2 separate regions of the Mus musculus genome follow, and region 2 is linked to region 1. A link is a contact called in public Hi-C data. All regions are on one chromosome and are shown on one strand. The core of a region is the stretch at or near the end of the contact, and the rest is flanking DNA. Distances in the headings are between cores, read along the strand shown. Region 1 has its middle 120 kb from the start of Qpct. Region 2 has its middle 48 kb from the start of Rmdn2.

What was found. Hi-C and Micro-C count contacts between places; a contact is called where the count stands out from the background.
Region 2: a contact with region 1 is called in a Hi-C map of bone marrow-derived macrophages, with 31 read pairs. The contact joins two enhancer-like sites. A contact is called at or near these places in 1 of 15 datasets of contacts at CTCF or cohesin (the NIH/3T3 cell line), 1 of 484 Hi-C or Micro-C datasets (bone marrow-derived macrophages), 4 of 115 datasets of contacts at active chromatin or transcription factors (embryonic basal ganglia, embryonic fibroblasts, embryonic stem cells and 1 more) and 1 of 9 other capture datasets (embryonic stem cells).

Annotation. Positions count from the first base shown.
Region 1 is chr17:79,170,097-79,176,618 of GRCm38.p6, reverse strand. No RefSeq gene overlaps it. Among named protein-coding and RNA genes, the nearest start is that of Qpct, 120 kb to the right of the region's middle. Within about 2 kb of position 1,323, at least 19 of the 459 cell types and tissues checked have an H3K27ac peak or open chromatin away from gene starts, as enhancers often do. A contact at or near this core is called in bone marrow-derived macrophages, where this site is marked.
Region 2 is chr17:79,564,036-79,571,359 of GRCm38.p6, reverse strand. No RefSeq gene overlaps it. Among named protein-coding and RNA genes, the nearest start is that of Rmdn2, 48 kb to the left of the region's middle. Within about 2 kb of position 2,734, at least 3 of the 459 cell types and tissues checked have an H3K27ac peak or open chromatin away from gene starts, as enhancers often do. A contact at or near this core is called in bone marrow-derived macrophages, where this site is marked.

The sequences.
Region 1 (6,522 bases), core at 74-2,573:
CCAGTTTCCAGCGCTTTCAGAGCGTGTAGATAGTGGTGATCTGTCTGTGAGGCCTCTCTGTGTATCACTTCTCAGAAGCCAGCCAGCATACCAGACCACCTGCCAGGATATGGTTAGCACATTTATATTGGCTGGTTTGTCAGCCAGGTACTATGGCTTATTCTAAGTCCAAGCTTCCAAACCATAGGAACATATAAACCACAGTCCTGGCGAAGACGGCAATAAGAGACTCTTCTTGATGTGCCGCGCTAGTGGCTCTGCACAGAGCGGTCGCTGGCAGTTCAGAGCAGAGTAATCCCTTCTGACCAGATATGTCTCTCCTCCAGCTGTTTTGGGTTTACCTTCTGTAGACAAGAAGAGAGTGGGTTCAAAAGTGCAGGTAGGTTATTTTAATATTTGTTAAAAAAGAAAAGAAAAACACTTGAGCCAAGGAAAAGACATATCAAAGTAACTCTAATAATCAAATTCTCTTCTTGAAAATTCTTAATTTCTCAACACTGAGTTGAAATAGCTTTTTTTTTCCTAGTTCATCAGTCATCAGATTGTATGTGACTAGGAAGAGTAACAGAAAAATATTGTTTTACTTTGCCTAAAAATAGAATTTTATAAGGTCTAGTATATGATATAGTGTTAGGTAGTAGATGTAAATTTTTTCTACAAACTGCTTTTTTTCAATGAGGCAATGTATATGAGAAAAAAAATGTATTGCCAGGCTTGATCCAGCAATAACAAGGTGGAGGCAGGAGGATCAATAGTTCTACTTCATTCTCAGCTACATAGAATATCCAAGGTCAGCCTGGGGTACAGGAGAACGTGTAGAATGATAAAGAGGGAGAAGAGAGAGAAAGGGAAGAGACAAAGAGGGGAGGGAAGGAAAGGAATTATTTCCAAACATGGGCTTCAACACTACATAGGACATAATTCAGGAAAGAAAGGAAATAAATTATGTTACATGTACAACATCCTGCCTTGTGCCTGGATACTAAATAAGGTACAAGGAAGTGAAATCCAAGCAGATCACATGATCTCTGGGAATTGAAGAGACAATGTACTATTTAGAGGAACTGAGGCAACTTCAACATTCAAGGCAAAGCACCAGAAAGAGAAGAGAAATTTATATTGGAAACAAACTCCAGAAATCCACATAGGGGTTCCCTGGAGTCGTTGGCAGAATTTCCACTTCTGCATCTGTGTGGTTAAGGAGCTGCGAACCAGGCAGAAAAGAGCTGTACATGAAAAAAAATGACCAAGATGCTGTGGGCTGAATAATTTCTGTGAGGCATGCAGATTCTAACCAGCAATGCTAAAGACACTGTACTGAACAAGCAGAGCATTCAGAAGGCACCCCAGAAGTATTAGGGCTAAGCTATGCCACAATGAGGCTACTGTGGCCCGCATCAAAACCAAGCCTCAAGGAAAACAAGTCAATCTACACATGACTTCACTGTTTGACAAAATTCAACTAGAAGAAAATTCCAAAAATTGACTTAACAATGGGATACTCCTTTGCTGTGTGTATCTTATCCAAAAAGAAAGTAATCAATTAAAGAAATCGGATAGTAAAAGAGGACCTAGAGCCAAGGGAAAGCCGGTCAACAGAAATATACACATAAACTATGAAGATGATGGTTCACAAGTACTTTGACAGTCATATTACACAAATCCAAGGACTTAAAGAAAACACAATCAGTAGAAATGGAGACATTGGAGACATCAAACAGACATAGCAACAACACGTAAGAGAACTTGAGTCTTTTCAAATTTTAATGAAAATGGAAAAAACTTACAGATCTAAAAACAACACTCACATGAAGTATAAGTATAAAGAAAATATTAGGGCACATCATAGGAAAATTGCTCAGATCTAGAAATGGAATGATTCGGGAGGGGCATGTACAATACAGAAGGACAAAGTAAAGAGTGACATCACAGCAGAGACACAGTGACATCCCAGCAGCGACACAGTGACATCACAGCAGAGACACAGTGACATCACAGCAGAGACACAGTGACATCACAGCAGAGACACAGTGACATCACAGCAGAGGCACAGTGACATCACAGCAGAGACACAGTGACATCACAGCAGAGACACAGTGGCATCACAGCAGAGACTCAGTGACATCACAGCAGAGACACAGTGACATCACAGCAGAGACACAGTGACATCACAGCAGAGACACAGTGGCATCACAGCAGAGACTCAGTGACATCACAGCAGAGACACAGTGACATCACAGCAGAGACACAGTGACATCACAGCAGAGACACAGTGGCATCACAGCAGAGACTCAGTGACATCACAGCAGAGACACAGTGACATCACAGCAGAGACACAGTGGCATCACAGCAGAGACTCAGTGACACTGACACAACAGCAGACACAGGTGACATCCTAAAGTGCTACAGGAAAGGAAAGAAAACATGAACATCCATATGCACCAAAACTTTTTAAAAATAGAAGCAGGGAGCATGGGGGAGGGAATAGGGAGTTTAACTAGGAAGGGGAATAACATTTGAAATGTAAATAAATAAAATAGGCAAGAAAAATAAAACAACTAAAAAAAATAAAATCTAAATAAAAAATTTTTAGACAAACAAAAGTTGAGAGAATCTACAATGATCAACCTTTACTGCAACAAAGGGAAGTTTTTCAGCCCTAAAGATCTACAATCTCATAGATCATCAGATCTACAGAAGTAATAAGGAAGTCCAAGAATGGTAAGGATGTGAACCTGTACAGAGGAGATTTCTTTAAAACATAGGCGTGGTGGCTGCAGAGATGGCTCAGCCGTTTAAGAGTGCATGTGGCTTTTTCTCAAAGTTTAGTTCCTAGAACACACAGCAGGTGTCTCATAACTGCCTTCTACTACAACTCCAATAGAACCAACTTTCTCTTTTGACCTCCACAGGCACCTACACTCACATGCACAGATACAGACAAACACACAAACACACACACACACACACACACACACATATGCATAATCTTAAAATATTTTTTAAAATATGTGTTTTAAGGCAAAAGTGGTAACAATGCATTATGATATTAACATTACAGTACCACAAAAGTTAAATGGAGAAGATGGAAGTAATTTTAATTTTCTTGTATTTTATATATAAAGTAGTAACATTATTTGATGATAAACTACAATGATGGGAGTGCAATAAATGCTATCACGACCACCAATAAAACGCCCTGTGAGCCACTGTCCTTAAGAAACACATCCCAACAGTCAGAAGGCAGAGGCAAGAAAATCTCTGTGGGTTTGATGCTAGCCTGTTCTACATAGTCAGCTCCAAGACAGTCAGGGCTACATATTGAGAGAGAGAGAGAAAGAAAGAAAAAGAGAGAGAGAGAGAGAGAGACAGACAGACAGACAGACAGACAGGCAGGGAGGGAGGGAGGGAGGTCAAACAAAGATCTAAACATTAACAATGAAAAGGTAGAAATATGTACTTCTCAAATGCCTGATCTACGAAAGCTATTGACTGTCTTGGCATGCAGGAAGGATAACAGAACAATACCTTAAGCGATGCAATGCCACATTTGATGCAGACCCTAAAATCAACAGAAACAGGAAGTGGACTGTCACCATCCTTTATAATAAATGGAGATCTGCTCCAGTCTGGTCTCACTGCTCTGTGGAGAACTCAATACCCCTCTACCCTGAAGACATCGTTCCTGTGCATTCGCCCCCTGTTATCCTAGACAAGTAACATTTGCATTCATCTTCACAAGACAGCCTGGATCCTTCCCAGGACTGGTAAAGTTAGGCTCACGAGTAAAATACATTTCTCTTGTTCTGGAACCTAGTCTCTTTTGGGGGCTACTGGGAAAAAATATTTTACTAAAAGATTATGGGTAAACAGTGACCTGGGCGGGAGATATATCTGAAACATGGGTTTCTTTCTTTCTCTCTCAGTAGAGAGTTGTGATATCCCTGTAAGAGGTGGCTCTAGACCAGGAACTAGCCCAAACAGACTCGGAAAAATAATTCCAGTGAAAACACATCAATCTTTTTGCATCGGCATGTTGATGGAGCAGGCTGAGCTCCAGAGGGGCCTACTCACTGGTAGGAATAAGTCCTTCCATGGCAGAAAATGGGCAAACTGCCTTTCCCCTGATCAAACTCCATCCAAAAAACACAACCACAAGGGACACAAACACACACACACACACACACACACACACACACACACACACACACACACACACACACACACATCTTTCTAGTTCCCTAGTCAGGAAAGGAGTGCACATGAAGAAGTAAGAGTGTGCCTGTGTTTACTTTACAGTGGGTGTTTATTTTCCAGTTTCCATAGGAAATAATTGAGCTAGTATTATCTTCCAAAAGTAAATACTTTTACACAAACCTCCCTGAAACTAATCCCCGGGCCAGGATTCCTGCTTCAGCCTCCTAGTGTGCTCATACTCACAAATTCTCACGTCTGTTGTGGTCCACAGCGTAAGAGTATTAACAGAGAGACATAGCCTGGCTTCTTCCTGCCCCCCTCCCTGCCCCCCTGTCCCCCCTGCCCCCTCTGCCCCCCACGATTTCCTGAAAGTTCGCTCGATGTATGTAATGCCCGGTGACATTCTGCCAGGTCCTACTGCTTGACAGGAGAGATAAAAATCAAATGGGAAGCCAGAAACAGGAGGAGATTTGACCTTCTCGGTTTCCCTTGACCCTGGTCACTCTATTTAAAGCTTAACTGGATCTTTTCTGGAAAGTACATTAAGTCGGGAGGGGGCTGTTTTGTGATGTATTTCGGGGGGCTGTGAGATTTGTGGTTCTGGGGATTTCAGTAGTATTTTCCCTAGTGGTGTTCATTGGGTTTTCTTCCTGGCCCCAATAAGATTTTCCTTCAGCAAAAACACCACCTTTTAACATCACCTCCCTACTCCTGGAAGTGCCAGATATTTCAAGTGTGAACGTAATAGTCACTATAAGTTTTTGGTTTTGTTTTTCAACACAAAGGCCTTTGCTTTCTAAGCACTATCCTTTCTGGCAATGTAGCAAGCTCCTGATATTTTTTTTGAGGGGACAGGTCTAGAAACTTCTCTCATCTCCAAATCTCCAACCCAGGGATGTTTATGTAGGCCTCTGACTTAGCGCCAAGAGGCCTGGACTTCCCTTGTCTGCCATCACTTTGACCACACTTTCACCTGGATAAATGCATAAAAAGAGAGAGAAAAAAAATGTGGCCAGCTACAGACTCATACTTGTAAAAGGATTAAATTATCCAAGGTAGGATGAAAGTGGACCTGCAAGGGATTCCACTTCCTGTTCTTCAAAGGAAGTTAATCATGTGCTCATTAAAGGTCAAGGAGGTAAAATCGTGAAGCCGGTTAGAGGAAAGTTAGCAAGAGTTGCTTCCATTAGGTAAAGCACACATTCTGATTTTTCTCAGTGAGTTTACTAGAGATGAATTCTGAAGCCATGATAAATCTACAGAATGATGCAAAGAAGCAGGGCTATTCATCAAGAATCGATTACCTATTTGCCACTGGTCACATTGCTAGCCCCACTTAAAGGTGAAGAGAGACTTGAGATAGTTGAGTTGCTTGGACTGGATCCCAACTGAGTAAATGACAGAACCAGGATATTTGGCCCTGCTCAGTTTAAAGGCCACGTGCTTTCCATATTGTTCAGACACCGGGTTTAGATTCTTACCACAGTGTCATGAACTACAGTTACAAGAAAATGAAACCACTGTTTACTATCTGTCATGGCTAGATTTTAAATCAAGCCTGAGGATATAAAACGCATGACCTATGAGTCTTAAATAAAATCCCACTTGAATTAAAACAAAACAGTGGAAAAATGCCTGAGTACTAATATTTGAAACATCCCCAGAATGTGAGCTTGCAGCTTGATTTTCTTGATGGAATGTCCCTGTGCAGAGATGGACGGAGGTCTGTGCTTATCAGAACGCCCAGTTTCTCTACAGTGGAATTCAGGATTCTAAAAGCCACCATGTACTCTCTCTTTCTAGTCACCAACCATAGTCTTTCTGATATAATTGTCCCTATACAGAGTTTATAAACCTTCTTCCCAACAGTTCGGCAGATCCAGCCTGGGATGAGTTTTTAAATGGAAAAACAAATGTGTTTCTATCTCTTCAGGATGAGTTGTGTAAGGCAAAGAGAACAACTTTGGCTGTGCCTTTCCTGGTCTCATGATGTTCTTACTGTGAACGCTTTCCCGAAGAGTCATTTGCCAAGGCCAAGCTCTGGGTAGGTACCTTTTGCTCTTCGGTACAATGACCAGCTCCTGTCTCATGCCAAGCACTAGCACTTAATCCACAACACACCTGGCACAGCCTCAGGCACAGTGCCTGGCATGCAATGGCCCGTCCATAAAAATTTGTCCAACTAATCAGTAAATAAAATCTGCCTAAAACAATGAAACAAATACATCTCTTCCTGACTCCTCACGCTAAGCCTGGCTTTTCTTTGTCCAGAGTCTCCTGCTACTACTGCCTGACACCTCCCAACCTAAGAGCCAAATGTAGTCT
Region 2 (7,324 bases), core at 1,485-3,984, 390 kb before region 1:
TCAGTCTTTCCCGACTAATACTCTAGCTTCAGAGGGTCTGGACTTTGCTCTTTAATCCCTCTCTGCCCTTTCCCACCAGAGACACCACAGGAAGTCTTTGGTTTCTAAATGGTCTGTAAGTGTAGCATTTCAAACCCAGAACTCATTTTTTTCCCTACAGAGAGAATATTATAAGTATGTGTTGGGTCTCCAGGTCAACCCACAAAGGCTCATTCAACTCCTAATACAGGTAATGTATTTTCCCTTTGCTCTTTAATATATCCTAGAGCAATAGAATGTCTGAGCAAAAATGGAATTTAGAACTTCATGCTATATACTGGTTTGTCAGTGTATTCTGTTACAAATGCCCACAGTCCATCTCTTTAGATATTAAGTAGGGTCCTGCAGTTCAGCCTGGAAATCCAGTTATATTTTCAAACAATATAAATCATATTGTCATAAATATAGAAATGGCCTTGCCACAGACAACTTTATTTTGGCTACTTTTCTTTACATGTTCTGAGGCACACTGTAAAACCAGACTGTTTGTCTATCATGTCTGTATGTCTATATGCACAGACATGGCCAGCACTTACATGTACCTTAAGTTGTAGGATCATGGAGCACCCTAAAGGAAACAAACAAACAAACTCTCAGATATGACAACTCACAATGAAAGGACTGCCTCTTGGTGTTTGTTGAGCCAAATGTACCTCTGTGATGGGGCACCCTGATGCTTTCTCCCTCTTTCTGAGAGAATTCTTGCCAGAACATGCCCCCCTCATGTCATCAGCTCCTTGCTCATTGGTCCACAGAGATTATTCTGAGCCTGTCCTTCTTGGTATCTAAGCTTTGCTGTTTTTCTATGGCAGTTCTTATTAGCTTATTTGGTAGATTCCTTGCTACCACTTGGGTACCCTCACTGACTCCAAAAGCCACAGTGGTGGGCTTTTCTCTCTTTTTCTTTGTTTTACCATTCATACCTAGAACACTTTCTACCTGGCACGTAGGAGTGTTAGGGCTGAGAAAGCAGTGCCTCTCGTTATGGTGTTTTGGCATGATGAGGATTATAAACTACTGAAGGACACTAGGAGGCCTTAGACTTAGAGGGACAGTCTCTATGACTCTCTCCTGCTCTACTGTCTCCAAATCCTCTCGCCTAAATCAAGTCACAGGAATTGGGGTTGTTGTCCTCTAAAGCAAGTCATAACATCTGGAAAGGTAATTTTCTTTCTCCTCTTCCTTGCAGACTCTGATTACCCAAGAGGAAAGGGTGCTTCATGCTAGGCCAAGAAGGATCAGGACAGACCTTTTTTGCTGGCTGCCTACTTGATATCAGTCTACTGGTGTCAGATTATATTCTGTTCTCCAATCAGATTTACACACAACTGACTCCAATACCTGGAGGAAGCAAAGAAGAAGAAGAAAAGGAGGAGGAGAAGGAAGAGGAGCAGAGAAGAAGAGGGGGAAGGAAAAGGAGGGGGAGGGGAGCAGGAGGAGTAGGAGGAGAAAGAGGAAGTGGGGAAAGAGGAAGAGGAGGAGGAAGAAAAAACATTTTTTCCTGAGTCCTTGAGTTTCATTATCAAAGCTTCCACCCCCCATATTTTATTAAATAGACATTTGGTGCTTCCTTTCTTTAAGCCTGTTTGCTGTTGGTACAGAAGTGTCAGCCATGACCCTTTATGATGAAGAAAGTCTCACACCTGTCTACCCTGTGATCACAAATCTCCATTGTCCATTTGATGGGACTTAGAATCACATGATACTAAAAGTCTGCCTGTGCCTACGAGGGAGCTTCTGGACTAGGTTAATTGAAGTGGGAAGACCGGCTCTAACTGAGGGCACCATCCTCCCATGGGCCTGGCTCTGAATGAATATGACGGAGAACAGGACATGAGGACCAATGTCCAGCTGTCTGTGTTTCCTGGCTGAAGATGCAATGTCACCAGCTGCCTCTGGCCCCTGCCTCTCTTCTCTGCCTTGATGAACTATTTTAGAGGATTCCCGGACTTATTCTTTTAATAACACAAGTAAGCAAACTTAGACCAAATCTGCAATATGGTTCACTTATCCAAGTACAAAGGTCAGAATTCATACTAACATGTAAAAAGCAAGTCTTCGTTGGAGGACCTGAGGTGAGCATGCCCTGGGATTTATGAGGTGGGTATTCTGAGTCCTGTTTTGTGATGTAACGTATGAGATGAGAATAACTGTGGAACCAGGTGAATAACTGGACCTACTCCCAGCCTTAGCTTAGCTACATCATCCTGGCATTGGCACCTGCCATCTTAGAGACTATCCATCTCTCAGATGGCTGAGAAGAAGGCTCCTGGCATAGTCTGGCATCTACCATCCTCCCAAGCAGACACCATATTACTCTAGAAGTTTTTGTTATGCTTGCTTTGGAAGTAAATTTTACCCATTGTTTAGTTAGCAAAACCACTTCCTAAGTATAATTGTTCAAGTCTTACAGATGTGAAGGCTGTGCCTAAGAGAAAATGTGTAGCTATTGAGCTGTTCCCTGAGTTTATTTTTATTTTAATTAATACTGCTTCCAAAGGTGGAGGTCTGCAACATTACATAATTACGAATGACTATATGACTATATGACTATACAGGTTGCTTAAGGATATAATACAAAATAAAACCATGACTAAGAATCTATATTTATTAATAAGTCCCAGATCATGAAATTGCTTTTCCCTTCCTAAACCCAGATATTCAATGACAAGTTGCTACTTCCTAATTTTAGTACTTGACAGTAGATGGCACTGCTGATTGTCAAAAGATACAAACATTTCCCTGTATATACCAATCTCTTCTTTTTTAGCCATTAAAAAAACCATCAGAACAAAACACACACACACACACACACACAAATGGTATAAAAGTAAATATTTTTATTCCAATGAGAGGTTAAAATTAAGCACATAATTGAGCTGGACATTTATGTGAGTTATGCATAGTTTATTTGAGATGCTAGGAGAAACCATAGTATGATCAGCGGCTCTCAATCTGTGGGTTGCAATCTCCTTGGCAAACCTTTATCTCCAAAAAATGTACATTATGATTTATAACAGTAACAAAATTACAGTTATGAAATACCAACAAAAAATTTTTTTTGGTTGAGTGTCACCACAATCTGAGGAGCTATAGAAGAGGGTCACAACATTGGGAAGGTTGAGAAGTGGGTACAAGTTCTCATTATCAAGAGTAAAAGTAAAATTTCATTACCAACACAAGCAATTTATTTCTGTACCATAACTTTAGGAAAAAAATGGATATTATCACAACTGAATTTAGTTGTCAAGAACAAACCAGAAAATAAAACGAAAGCACTCACCCATGGGCTCTGGAGTCTTCCAGATGGCATACAAGGATGCAGTGTGTAAAATAAGAACAAAACAAATACGTGACCTGAACTTTGGGTAAGTCACTCAGTGTTTCATGACAGGGGTCTCTCATCTGTAGACAGAACTGCTTATCTCTTGACCAATTTACATGACAATTGCAAGGATCAATTAATTGTAACATTGTAGCTTAAAATATTATATGTCATTGGTGGAACAGATCCTGTATTGGTTACTTTTCTAGTCACTGTGACAAAATGTCTGACAGAAGCAACTTAAGGAAGGAAAGACTTATTTCAGCGCATGATTTCAGTCCATCATGGCAGAGAATTATGGTGGACCCACTCACCGTACAGCTGGATGGAAAGTGCATCGCAGACCAGAACCAGAACCAGATATAATTGTAGGGTATAAGGTCTTAACCCATTTCCTCTTGAAAATTCTTAACAGAACTCCACCAATCCCTCAGCATAAAAGTCCTCTAATCCATGAGCACGAAAACCAACCAATCTCAGAGCACAAAAACGCGCTAATTCCCCTCATTGTGAAATCCCACCAATCCCTGGTCTTGCTCCGAGTACAGGACTTGAAACCTCACTAGTTCTCACTCTGCAAATCTCTACCCCGGGGAACTCCTCCCCGTCAAGCCCTATATAAACCTGACTCCTGCCCCATTCCCTGCTGCATCTATCTGCCCACAGCCCAGCAGAGGTAGCCACCTCGTGTCTTTCCCAATAAATCTCGTCTGTGAGGTTTGTTGTGTGGTGTGACTTGGTGGATATTTCTTGGCTCCAAGATGCCAGGGTACCTTCCTTCTCTGAGCTGTAATGTTTCCATCAGAGAAACCTTCCCTTTAGAACTATTACCTTCTCCTTCCTCTTAGAGCTATGACACCTTCATCAGAAAGCCCGCCCACCCCCCACCCCCTCCACCCCACTAGAGCTATAACATCTCCATAGAAGCTTTTGCTTTAGAGCCTTGTCACCTCTACCAGAAAAGCTTTTCCCCACAGAGCTGTAACACTTAAAATAACCTTCCAGGCTTGCCTCTAGTAAATGCCCGCTGCCAGCAAGGTCCAACAACCAACGTTTCCATAACGTCCCACAACAGCACCCACTAGCCAGGGGTGGAATCTTCTCTAGAGAATAGTTCATATTAAACCATAACAGACGCCACAAAGCATCTTAAAGCTCTCTGTGGGCTTTCAGGAAAGGCATAGCTAATGACTGTAGTTCTCCACTATTTCCTATTCAGAGTTAAGTCTTGTAATCTTTACCTCCCCCTTTCCCCCCCCACACACCCCAGCATCCCAGGGCCAGTCTTAGCTTCTCAGATCTCACCAGGTAGGACCTGTTACATGTTCCATTACTTGGTCAGGAGTTAAGGGACCTAGATTTCCTTGTTATTGAATGTTGCTTTGCCAGCTTTTTGCTTAGATCAGTGGTTCTCGACCTTCTTAATGCAATGATCCTTTAATACAGTTCCTCATACTATAGTGACCCCCAACTGTAAAATTATCTTTGTTGCTACTTCATAATTGTATTTTTTGCTGCTGTTATGAATTGTAACATAAATATATGCTATGCAGGATATGCAACCATGTGGAAGGGTCGTTTGATCCCCAAAGGGGTTGCAAATCACAGGTTGAAAACCACTGGCTTAGACAGATTGATTCTATCAGTATTTGCTTAGAAAGAACTCTACCTGGCTTCCTCAAAGGTCACCACAGTATAGCCCTGTATCCCAAGAGATGTTTCTTTAGGACCCTAACACATTTGTGATTAGAGTTGATTGGGTGGCTTGCAGAATAAACCTGGTTTTTGTAGTTTGATTTATTTTTGTTTTCTTTCTTACAGCTGCAGCTTAGCTTTCTCCCTGTAGGCTACAAAATGAAGAATACTCCATTTTAGTCTTTCTGGTATCAAAAGGTTGAGCCAAACTACTGACTAGCCCTTTTGCCATCTTGAAAGCTTTTCATACAGGGACAGGGAGGAAAGATTGAAGGGGGTGGGGGAGGGGGGAGGGGGAGGGAGAGGGGAAGGGGGAGGAGGATTTTGGCAGAGAGAGACTGGGCTGGGGGCCTGTAGGCCACGAGGCTTTGCACTCTGAAGCCTCCCCTGCCAAGACAGCAGCTGGGGTGCGGCCTCCTCCTCTTTCCCTCACTGCCCACTATGGGGAAGGCTGGCAAGGAGCTGGGCTCCAAGTAACAGTACGTTTAATAGGAAGCAAATGTTTCTCCACGGAGGAGGTGTTTCCTCCTCAGAGAAGTTACAAAGAGCCCTTTCAGAGAAAAGAAGGCAGGCAGAGTGTGTGGCCACCTTGCTCTCTGCCCTGTGTAGCCCTGTACGAAGCCAGGGCTCTCTTTCTCTCCTCAATCGGACAATGTCAGAGGTGGGCAGAGACATGCGAAGCTCTGTCCCTTTGTTTACACCATATAAGAACATTCTTGAAGTTCCGGGGGGGGGGGGGTCATTGTGAAACCATGCTTTCTTTCTGTGGCTCCTGGTACTCAACAGCTTGTGGGTTTACTTTGTAGCCTCTTGATGGATCTTTATCAGAATCTCTTCATTTTCTGGCCACCCTCCAACCCCACCCCCAGTTCTTATATGAGGCTACTGAGTCTCTGCCTCTTCTTTTCATATCAGAGTTTATTCTTATTAAACCCAAAGCTAAACCCTTGGTCTTATATTCTCCACTGACCAACCTGCCTTTCTCTCATTGCACTAAGAGACTCACCCCAATCGAAACAGTGACAAGTGCAATTTCCAAAGTGCACAGCCTCAGGAGACCCTCGTGGGGGTGAACACACTCAGCTGGATTGGGTCCTTGGGTGAAAGTGAAGAAACACCCTGACAGGATAAGCAGAAGGCCTTAATCTTGGATGTGCACAACTCAAGGAAAAGGGCCGAAGGTTCAGCAGTGCAGAATCAAGAAGAAAGCATGGTTGTACCAATTCAGGGCAAGAAGAGAGAAGAAGGGAGAAAGATGTCATTTGTATGTCGTTAACTGATTGTAATCTTCCTGTCTTCTTGTCCACTGCCTAGCTCCTCCCTCGGGTAGAAGCAACATGAGGTCAGGGCCTTTGTTTGTTTGTTTGTTTGTTTGTTTTCTCCCTAATTTCCTGGACTCCAGAACAGCAGCTACACAGAGGTAGCTCCGGATAAATATTTGCTGAATGAGTGTCAGACACTGCTGAAAGTACCAGCAATTGCAAAGATTAAGCATCCCAGATGTTAGCTATTTATCCTTGATGGAAATAGATATGTTTGGCTCCTCTTCTGGCTATTCTCACCCTCTCCTGACCTTTGTAGGATCTGGATGATATGCTTTCACAGTACGGAGCTAACAGGAAGAGCAGGGCCAGGTGCTCTGTTGCCAGAGAAGGGATGGCAACAGTGACAAACGAGAATGGAGGTTTCAGGAAGGGGACACATGGTACTCACAGATAATGGTTCACATCATGATCAAAGGAGATCTCAGAGAGGCTGATAGTACCATTATCTATGGCCAGCTTCCCTGAGGAGAAAGGGGAGAGTCCCAGGAGGATTTTTAGAACTACTCTATGCCTTCAGACTCTGAGACACCAAAGGAGACCCGTGTCCAGGTCAGAGAGAAGAGCTTAGTAGTTAGAGATCTGGGCACAAAAATCACAAAAGTCTTTGTTGTGTATCCTTAGCATTCCCAAGCCTTCTCTTGTTTCCAAGTCTAGTGGCTGCCTTTGAAATGGCACTTCCAGGGACTGAAGGTCCAGAGAGAGGGTGGGAGTGAGGTAGAACAGAGAAGGTATGAAAACACGCCAGGACGGATGGGTGGAGGTAGAAGATGACATTTCTGCACTTCCAAGGGAGGTGCTGAGCTGTCTTGTAACTCCTCCCTGGGCTCTGCTGCAAGCATTCAGTAATTCAACCTATTGCCTGTTTCTAACAGAATTCTTTGTGGGGGTGGTGGCAGTCGTGGAAATGGTTGGTTTCGCTGGAATTCCATAGCTCTCTGGA